Regions from separate parts of the Sus scrofa genome. Here region 2 is linked to region 1. A link is a contact called in public Hi-C data. All regions are on one chromosome and are shown on one strand. The core of a region is the stretch at or near the end of the contact, and the rest is flanking DNA. Distances in the headings are between cores, read along the strand shown.

Region 1 (5,199 bases), core at 481-2,980:
CTGTATATGCACAGCATCTAGTACCAATCTGAGCACAGAGTACAACCCTCAAAGGTCAATTAATTACCTGAGTGAGCTGGGAACCACAATAATTTTGAAACCAAGAGTGACAACTTAATGCTGAACAGACACACTCACAGTATGACTCCAAAACAACCAAGTTTGATTTAGGGATAGCAGGACAGGGGGTGTGATATACTGAGATCACAACATAAAAATATCCTTAGTAACACAGAAAATAGTTCAAATGTTGACATCTGATGAGTGAGACAAATTCAAAGACAGGCCATAGGATGGCAAGATAAGGTAAGGCTGAACCAGGGAGAAATCCAAGCAATGATCTTAAAGCAAAATCAGAGAGTTCCTGTTATGGCCCAGGAGTAACAAACCCAAGTAGTATCCATGAGGGTATGGGTTTGATTCCTGGCCTTGCTCAGTGAGTAAGGATACAGCATTGCCATGAACTGCGGCATAGGCCAGGAGCTTACAGCTCCTATTTGACCCCCTAGCCTGGGAACTTCCATATGCCCCTCGTTTGGCCCTAAAAAGACAAAATAATAATAAGTTTAAAAAATAAATAAATAAATAAAGCGAAATCAGTAGAGCACTCAGATGCTGTCTTGTCCCAAGCAGGACTGATTGGCAGGAAATGCTTGGTACTTGAATATTAGAAAGTCGTGAGAAAAGAAACCATGTATCTAGAAACCAGGGAAGGGTTCCAACTGTGGCACATATGCTGCCGGGGGCGAACAAAAGGAAAAAAAGAGAACAGGAGAAAAAAAACAATCCCACAATATTATAGCCTGGTTCACTTTTCCTTCCCTCTTCAATCTCTACATGTTTTAGGATAGGAAATTAGAAAGGCAATAGTAACTAGTGGTTCCACACAAAGAGGAAGGGCTGGGCAGACAGGGATAAAACAATGAATTTTAAATCCCCCAACAGAAAGACAACTCCAAGTGGAATTAAACTTGCCCTCAATTATGTTCTCACACCACCTCATTTACCTTTCCAACTTACACAGTTGTTCTGAAATGCAGTTGTCTGTGGCTGTTTTCCTCCGCTAAATGCCTTCTTGAGGGCGGGGCTACAGTTTATCACCCTTTTCTCAAAATGTTTCTAGATTACAGGCCTCAGTTTACTCCCTATAAAAGAAGGATAAGAATAGCACTAACTTCACCGGCTTTGGGTGAAAATTAAATGAGAAAACAGTGCTTAGTCCAATAAACGCCTGTTTCATGTGTGCTGGGTAATATAATTGTCGTTACCGTTATCCTTAGCCCATAGTCTCCCCCAACTCCTCCTTCCACCTATTTCCCAAGCCGGCCTCTGCCTCTACCTGAAGACACAGCTCGCTAGACCCGATCCGGACGGACTTCACGGGGAAATCCTATTACCAAGAGAAGGGTGGCCGGAAGCCCGGCTCCCGCTACGCAGGACAGAACGGCGCCCCTGCAGCACACTTTCCCAGAAGCCAGGCCCTCAAGGCAGCGCTGGGAGGCGACCTCCAGAAGCTCGAAATCAGGGAGAAGCCTGCCCTGAGCCCTGGGTGCTCCCCTTTTCTCCCCACGGCTCACCTCACCTCGGCGCTGACAACCGACCGCCCAGAAAACCCGCCGCGGGATTCATTCAGTACCGTTGAAAATTTGAACCCAGACTCTCCAGTCAAACGCACCAATCAGAGAGCCAGGATCCGGCTAGCCCAGCCTCCCGATTGGCCCGAGAGATCTCAGCGGCGCCGGAAGTCAGCCTGAGGGACGAGCAAACAACCGGCCCCAGAGGCTTCTGGGAAATGTAGTACAAGAGCCTGAGTCGGTAGGGATAATTCCAAAGAAGAAATTACTACAAAGCCCAGAATGCTTCGCTCCAAACTCTTTGGGAAAGATGGTACTACCAACTGAAGAGGTGGAGGTCGAATTTAGGTAACAGAACGGCGTGCGTCCTGGACCTCCCCAAAACATTCACGGAAGAGAATTTCTCATTTTTTTTTATTATTCTCCCTGTAGTTATGCATAGTGCTTTGAATATTCACGAGAATTCACTTCGTTTTAACATCGAGTCCTCTGCATGCAATATAGACTCGCCCCCGGAGTCTCTGCCAAGTGTGGAGTCTCTCGAACTCTTTATCCAGTCCACGCCCTGATATTACTGGCTAAAGCGGTGATTTGGCGGTGCTTGGTCCTCCCCTTTTAATTCCATCTACATCCTTAGCTTTTTTACTGTCGTATTGTAGAAGAGAAAACAAAGGCCCAGAGAAGTTGAATAAACATCAAAAGTCATATTTTTTAAGTGGAGGAGATGGGATTTGAATTAAGAATGTCTGGTCCTATACATCATCAGTAGTCAATTAGAGGATAATAGCAAGGACAGAACAAGAAGATGAACGTTCGTAATAACAAAAGCAGTTTCCTCTGTAGTGCAGTGGGATCATTGGTCTCTTGAGAGCGCTGGGACTGATATTGGATCCCCGGTTGGGCACAGTGGGTTCAGGGTCAGGAATTGTGATTTTGCCGCAAGTGCTGCTTTGGCTAGGATCTTATTCCTGGCCAGGCAACTCCATTTGCCGCGTGGGAGGCCAAAATAAACACATATAACAAGAAAGGCTACAAAGTTTTGAAAAATATACCTAAGATCTTCACAGTAGATTTTTCTAAAGGGAAAACTTCGTTGAGTAACTATAAAAATAATTAAATAAGGGTATATACCTTATTAATAGATGGGGATATATATAATACTGTAAATTTTCCATGTTAAAAGTTCAAGGCACAAAGTTTCTTGGTGGCCTAGTGGTTAAGGATTCCACGTTCTCATTGCTGTGTCTGGGGTGGATCCCTGGCCTGGGAATTTCCTCATGCCCTGGGCACACCCCCCGACCCCCAAAAAAGTTCAAGGCAATTCCAATGAAAATCCTGATAGGTTTTGTCATGGAATTTGCCAAGTTGATTCTAAAATTCATGTGGAAGAGAAAGAGCATCTGAATTTTGAAAACATAATAGAAATTGCCATACCAGATCTCATAAATATTAATATATGAGATTATAGTAATTTTTAAAGTATTGCTGTTCCCACAGTGGCACAGCAGGTTAAAGATCCTGCTTGTCTCTGGGGTGTGGGGACTCCATTACAAGCCCCCCAGCCCAGCCCAGTGGGTTAAGGATCCAGCATTGCTGCAGCTATGGCAAATCATAGCTGAGGTTTGGGTTCAATCCCTGGCCTGGGAACTTCCATGTGCCATTGGTGCTGGAAAAAAAAAAAAAAAAAGTCTTATTAATTGACTCCACGGGGATTCAATCAGCAAAATCCAGATGGGAAAATTTGACAGGAAAAAAAGATCTAGTTTCTTCAAGACATAAACATCAGGAGTTCCCTGCTGGCTCAGCCATATATCCCAAGTTATCACTGCTGAGGTGCTGGTTACTGCTGTGGTGAGAGTTTGATCCCTGGCCCTGGAACTTCCAAATGACACAGGTGGGACCAAAAAAAATAGAAACAGAAAAAGAAAGAAAGGGAAGGAGGGAGTTCCAAGGAAAACAAAAAATTTTAAAACCCCTGCAAGAGTGGGGGGGGTGCTTTTATTTTTTAACACTCCTTATTTTTTAGAGACACATATAGAAATGATGAGGATGAAGTGTGTCTGGAATGTGCTTCAAAATTATCTGGAGTATGCTGGAAGGAAAGTAGATGGGAGTATAGATGAGACAAGATTAGCCACAAATTAATAATTATTAAAACTGAGTGACAGCAAGTTCCTGTTGTGGCTCAGTGGGTTGCAAATATGACATAGTATCCATGAGGATCCAGGTTCAATCTGTGGCCTTGCTCAATGGGTTAAGGATCCAGCATTGCTGTGGGCTGTGGTGTAGGTCACAACTTGGCTCAGGTCCTGCATTGCTGAGACTATGGCATAGGCTGGCAGCTGCAGGTCGGATTCCACCCCTAACCTGGGAACTTCCATATGCTATAGGTGCAACTATAAAAAAAGCAAAAACAAAAACAACAACAACAAAACACACAAGCAACAGGTTCATGATACATATAGACATACACATACATATATTTGTTTGAAATTTTCCACAGTTCTTTTTTAGGCAGGGTATTGCCATAGAAAAAAATTTAACAAAAAAAAAATCAGTAGAAGAATTTAAGCATCCAGAAATAGACCCATGTATATCAGAATTTAGTAAATGTTGAGTAGAATTTCAAATCATATGGAGACAAACAGATAATGGAGTTGGGATATTTTTTTCATTTGGGCAAAATATTATGTTAAATTTTTATTCAATACCATTTACAAAAACAAATTTCAGATGAATTAAAACCCTAAAGATAATTTAAAAATTAAGTTTTAAAGTTTTTAAAAAAATATATTTACGACATTGGGTTGGAAATTTTTAAGACAGACACAAGGGAAAAACTAAGTCATAAAGGAAAAGACTGATCAGACCAAATTTTAAGATTCTGTTTGACAAATGAAAAACAAACAACAATAGGGAGTTCCCGTCGTGGCGCAGTGGTTAGCGAATCCGACTAGGAACCATGAGGTTGCGGGTTCGGTCCCTGCCCTTGCTCAGTGGGTTAACAATCAAGCGTTGCCGTGAGCTGTGGTGTAGGTTGCAGAAGCGGCTCGAGTCCCGCGTTGCTGTGGCTGTGGTGTAGGCCGGTGGCTACAGCTCCGATTCGACCCCTAGCCTGGGGAGCCTCCATATGCCGCGGGAGTGGCCCAAAGAAATAGCAAAAAGACAAAAAAAAAAAAAAAAAAAAAAAAAGCATGTGCTCCCTACAACCTAGGACTTTTGTTTCTAAGTTTAGTTCCAAGAGACACACTTAGCATCTTTCCCACAGAGATACAGAGGCACAGTCACTGCATTTACTGAGCGCCTACTATGTGCCAGTTGCTATGCAAAGTGGGGATTCAGCAGTGAAAAGACAGACAAAATTTCTGTCCTCAGGGAGCAGACATTCTAGTGGACACTAAACAAGGTAAATAGATAAATTAATTATATATTTGGAGGTGATAAATGCAAAGCCATTTGCTCACCAGGCCCCTAAAGGTGGATGGCAAGAAGAGGAGGAAGGGACAGCTGGACAGAGAAGAAGAGAGGACAGTTTCTGCCTAGGCTGCCCATTTTCAGCAGACACATCACCCAACCTCCAGGTCCCTGCAGGGCCATTGATAGCAGTGGAGGTAAAGCTTGCTTG
Region 2 (5,849 bases), core at 2,588-5,087, 330 kb before region 1:
GGCATTGCCATGAGCTGTGGTGTAGGTCACAGATGTGGTGTTGCTGTGCTGTGGGGTAGGCCGGTGGCTGCAGCTCTGATTCCACTCCTAGCCTGGGAACTTCCAAATGCCACAGCAGTGTGATCCTTAAAAAAAAAAAAAAAAAAAAGGAGTGAGCCATGAGCCTGCTTCCCACCTCAGACCCAGCTCGATTGACTCGGTATCCTGTAACTTTAGAGAGTCATCTAATTCCAGGGCAGGAGGAAGGCAGGAAAACTGGAGAGAACTTCAGTTTACAATAGCCATCTACTCCTAGGCCGGGGGAAGTCTCCCCCTGCAGGTTCAGGAAACACCTATTGTGCTAACATAGACCAGGGTGGGGTGGCAGCCCCTGGGGAAGAAGAGTCAATCACTAAGGAAACAGAGGGAGGGAAAAATCCATCAACACCACTTGAAACTTGAACCTACAACCCTAACTTTCAAAACAACCCCAACATGTTCCCACGGCCACCTAACCTATTAGCTCAGTTCCTCTTTGGTCCTACAACTTGCCTCAGAAACCCAGACACCCCAAAGCAGATCCACACACTTTCATCTCCAACGGTCAGGAAATAATCTCTGTGTATAAGCTGTTACGACTTCCGTGTAATAAAGTGCTAAACACAGACCAAACTCAAGTCTATCTGCCCACTCTGCCTGTCACACATATCCGCCTGTAATAAACTTGCTTCCACACCTTCTCACTATTGCATCAAATACGAAGTTTCTCACGGACACTCTTTAAACTGGCCTCTGTGGGTCACTGTATACATTACATCCTGTTTCTTGAAATGAGTTACGGTATTCACCATGAAAGCACAGGTGCTTCCAGGTGACAAACACTAAATCACTGTGCTTTCCACTCTGTGCTTAGAATAAGATTCAAACTCCTTTCCATGGTTTCTCTGCAGGCTGAGAATAAGCTAGCTCCCTTCATGGAATGTTCTGGAGAAGCTGGGATGGAGAAGCACCTGAATAGAAGTCTTTGAAAACGCAGTCCACAAACTGTGGACTATAGCAAATACAGGCATGCTTCTAGAAACACTGCTCCTCCTGCCTCTTTCCAATTCTGTCTCCTATCACCCTCTGGCCCCCACCCCCAACCCCACCCCCACCATGTTTCAGCCACTCTAGCCTTCTGTGTTCCTCAAACTTACACTTTTCCAGTTTTTTTTTTCCTTTTTCTTTTTAGGGCTGCACCAATGGCATATGTAAGTTTCCAGGCTAGGGGCTGAATCGGAGCTGTAACTGCCAGTCTACACCACAGCCACAGCCACACCAGATCCTTAATCCACTGAGCAAGGCCAGGGATGGAACCCGTGCCCTCACGGTTACTAGTCAGATTGGTGTTTCAACTGTGCCACAACGGGAACTCCCCCCTTCCCCCCTTGGTCCTTGACACTTGCCATCTCCTTTGCCTGGAACACTCTTTGCAATGCTGGTTTCTTGTCAATCAGCTCTCAACTCATGTCACTTTCTCTGAGAAGAGAACTCTAACCACTTAATCCAAAGCAGTTGCATCACCTTGTCACCCCCAATCACCATCACTTCACTTTGCTGTCTTCATAGCACTTACCACTATCTGACATTACCTTGCTGGTTTATTTGTTTAGTTACTCACTGACTGTCTGCAGACTAGAAAAGCTCAAGGGTAGGGACCTTGACCCTCTAATTTACCAGTACATCCCTAGGTCTTGGCACAGAGCAGGCACTCAAATATTTGTTGATTAAATAAACGAGTACCAGAAATACGTATCGCTAACTTATTACCTCTTAAAAACTTTTGAACAGGGCAAGAATTTCCCAGTGCAATGCTGTAAATGTCACTTTATTGAACTTTTTCCCTATGGCAAAAGAGGGTGTGACTTTCCTGTTAAGTTCTTACACCATCCTTGTCCAGAATGTGGTCCAGGAAAAAAAATGGGTTTCAACATGCCACTTTTGGGGTCTTTCCCCACTGTGATAACAGACTGAAGTCTAAAACCACAGCAAGGCTATTAAGTCTTCTGGCTGACCCCTGAGGTTCTAAATAATGAATCCCTCATTAAATAAAAAAAAGATAATTTATCAGTTGGTTAGCTGGAGGGGAACTTGTTATCAGCTGATAACCTACACCTGTTTGGAGAAAATCAAACCAAAGAATTAAAAAAGAATTTTCCTTTGCTAAAGTCAAATGTCCTTTGCAAGCACTCACAGGATGAAATTACCTGCTGAGGAAGCAACATACAGGCACACCTAGAAAACTAGTTTGGACTAAGTGACTTCAGTTTTGGTTCTGGTTTCTTTCCTTCTTTTTTTTTTTTTTTTTTTTTTTGCTTTTTTAGGGCCACACTTGCGGCATATGGAAGTTCCCAGGCTAGGGGTCAAATCGGAGCTGCAGCTACCGGCCTACACCACAGCAACTCAGGAGCTGAGCCAAGTCTGCGACCGGATCCCTGACCCACTGAGCAAGGCCAGGGATCGAACCCGCATCCTGATGGATACTAGTCAGATTCGTTTCCACTGTGCCATAATGGGAACTCCCTAGTTCTGGTTTCTTGACAAACAGAACATCAGCCGAGTTTCTGTAAGGAGACTGGGCTAGTCCTTCATAGATCTACTTCCAGCGTTCTGCACCAGGAGCCAGCAAGTCCTGACCCACTTTCCTTGTACAGCTTGTCCATACACCCTTATCCTCACACAGGCTTCATCCTAATGAGCTGTGTGGCCCTGTAGGAGCATAGGTAGGTGATGGAGCCACGCGGGGCTGGTATAGTGCTTTTCAAAACAAAATTACAGACCATCATAATCACTGGAGTCTTATAAAAGTGCAGATTCCTGGGCATCACCTAGCCTTACGAATTAGAATCTTTGGAAACTGCATTTTTAACAAGTCTCCCCCATCACCCCTCCCCCCCCCGCCGCCCAGTCTTACGCACAGTAAAGTTGAGAACCAGTGGGATAAAAGCTCCCCAGGAGAGAGGCAGGGAGTTGAGAAAAGGCAGGATAAATGATTAGGGATGGATGTGGGGATGGAGAATGCATGGGGGGCGGGTAAAAGCATGCTTCGGGGCACTGGCAGGCGTTACAGGTGCGCGGTGGGAACAGTCGAGGGTAGTAGTGAGGACATGGCTTGGGCTGGGAGGCTGGACAGAAGTGAGGTCGCATCCGCGTACTAGTCAGGATAGTGGAGAGGCGGAGTGGCGGAGAGAGCGGGGTTTGGACGTGAGAAGGAGCGAAGGTGGAAATAATGGGGGGCTCTTCAGAAGGGACAGGGCTGGGATGTGAAAATTGGAAAGTGGAGGTCATAATGGAAGGGACCAAAGTCAGAATAAGAACTGGCGGAGGGTGCAGCCAAGACCTTTCCTCCGACCCTGTGCCTCCCCCAAAACTTCGGGCCTTGACAGGCCTGAGTGCAGGGCAAAGGCCGGGGCAAGGGGCGGAGTTTATGGATAAACGAGTCCAATCAGGAATGTCTCTCAGGCCTGAGCTAGGGGTCGTGGAGATGGATCAGACCAGGAATAGGACACCAGAGGGTCCTGGGATCCCCGGAGGGCCCCGCTCCTTCTCCGGCTCCCAGAGTCTCCTTCACTCACCATCCCCGCCGCCATCTTGGATCCACGTGTCGCCGTAATGACGTCAGCGGAAGTGGTGTTTCCTTGGTTACGGAGTTGAACTCCTTGAGGTGCTGCCTGGCTTCAGTCGCTCCTGTGGTCACGGTGAGTGGAGGCACGAAGGAGGCTTAGTTCCTGATCGGTAGCCTGGTCTGGGCAATCAGGTCGCTGATTAGGTGAAAAGAGAGGATGGTGTAACTATGGGGACCATATTAACTTCTGGCAGAACCTGCTCCTCCCCCTCCTGCCACTGCATTGTGGGTAATGGCGGTGTGCGTAAACGCGCTTGTTCTGTGGGCTCCATCTTTACTATTGGCAGGGAGACCCTTTGCCAGGGTTACCTGAGGTTCCCCACTGGGTCGGTACCAGGGCTCTATTAACCGAATAATTTGTAATTATGTTTTTAATTATTTGCTTGAATATTCTATATCCTCTCCAATAGATTATAATCCCTCTGTGGGTAAGATGCTGTCTTTAACCTCACTGCCTCATTCGTATCTGTGAAATGGAGAGGGGATTATTATAATACCTTCATTATAGACTTACGGTAAGGATCCAGTGACATAATGTTATGTAGTATTATTCAATAACTAATTGTCATTATACCGTTTTTTTTGTTTGTTTGTTTTTGTTTGTTTTTTTTTTTGGCCGCACCCACTGCCTATGGAAGTTCCTGGGGCTAGGGATCAAACACACTTGATAGCAGCAATCTGAGCCACAATGATAAAGCCGAATCCTTAACCTGCTGAGACACCAGGGAACTCCTCATTATACTCTTATGTATACTCCTTTGAGCATATGGTGGATGCCAATGAATGAAGGAAAAACAGCATAGTTAGTGAAGGAAGACTATATATAATACACACACACACACACACACACACACACACATACTTTTTTTTTTCTTTTTTTTTTTGGCTGCTCTGCAGCATATGAAGTTCCTCTGCTAGGGGTCAGCTCTGAGCTGCCAGATTCTTTAACCCACTGTGCCAGGCCAGGGATCAAACCTGCCTCCTGACACTGCAGACTCTGATGATTCAGTTGTGCCACAGCAGGAATTCCAGGGGAAGACATTTTTGAATGTGGATTTCACCATGTGCTAGCTACCTAAGCGTATGACTCAAGGCAGGTCACTCAACCTTCCTAAGCCTCAGTTTCCAGTATCTGGAAAAGGGAACCCAAAGAGTTGTGGTGTTATCATTGGTCCATGTATCACTGTGAAGTGGATATAGTACCTGTGCTATCTGTAACTGTTAGGGGAAGTTGTTAAAATAATAATGGTTAATAATAATCACTTACTGAACATTTGCTGTGTGCTACAGTGTTTGGCATTATGCAAAAACTATTCGTAAGACTCTAGTCTAATCCTACCTTTTGGTAGGGGGTCAATTGAACTTTGATTCCCCACCTATGAGCATGACTGTGGTGGATTGTGGGCAAAGACGGCTGCCAATAAGCCCTCTCATCTTTGCATGAGGATGCTGTTTCTCCCATCAAGGAGTAAGCTATTTCTCCTCCTTTTGAATCTGGCTGGTCTTATCACTTGCTTTAACCCATAGAATGTTGTATAAATGACCCTGCCAATTCTGAGTCTAAGCCTGAAGAGACTTGGCAGCTTTTGCTTCTATTATCTTGGGTCTAAAGATGTCTGGCTACCCAGCTGGAGAGCCACATGGAGGAGGGAGGCCCAGCTAACTCCTCAAGATACTCTAGATTCCAGCTGAGCACTAGAATGTAAATGAAATCATCACAGACATTCTAACCCTAGCTGAACTGCCAGCCGAATGCAGCCATATGCATAATCTTATCTGATGCCACATGGAGCAAAAAACCTGCCCAGCTGAGCCTAGTTGTTTTAGATTTTGGAGTAGTTTCTCATGCAGCAATAAATAATTGAAACACATATGTAATAACTCCTGTGACCCACACAACCACCCTGAAGAGTAGCAGAACAGATAAATCCTCAAGGGGAGGAAGCTTGAAAGACTAGGGGAGGGATTTGTCTGAAGTGTCACAGCTACTAAGCCATAGGCTCCAAACTTGGAACCACTTCTGGAGCTTGAATCCTAGGTGTTTGCCATTATTTCTGGATGCCTTAAGGGAGATGATTGATAAGGAACAAAACCCCCCAAAAATGGCTCATTATTCCTCAGTATTTCTTTTTACTCTCCTTATACTTTCTGTTTTTCCCAAAGGCTTTCAGATCCCAGTCTCCTTTGGTAACATACATAAATATAT

The links. Hi-C and Micro-C count contacts between places; a contact is called where the count stands out from the background.
Region 2: a contact with region 1 is called in a Hi-C map of liver, with 4 times the contacts expected there. The contact joins the promoter of TM9SF4 here to the promoter of TPX2 in region 1. A contact is called at or near these places in 1 of 5 promoter capture datasets (liver) and 3 of 47 Hi-C or Micro-C datasets (heart right ventricle, liver and skeletal muscle).

The regions. Positions count from the first base shown.
Region 1 is chr17:35,427,802-35,433,000 of Sscrofa11.1, reverse strand. It overlaps TPX2 (targeting protein for Xklp2), which reads right to left and starts at 1,730. Exons shown (of 19, transcript XM_021078098.1): 1 at 1,578-1,730; 2 at 1,008-1,145.
Region 2 is chr17:35,763,091-35,768,939 of Sscrofa11.1, reverse strand. It overlaps TM9SF4 (transmembrane 9 superfamily member 4), which reads right to left and starts at 3,837. Exons shown (of 18, transcript XM_005672825.3): 1 at 3,594-3,837. The coding sequence starts at 3,608.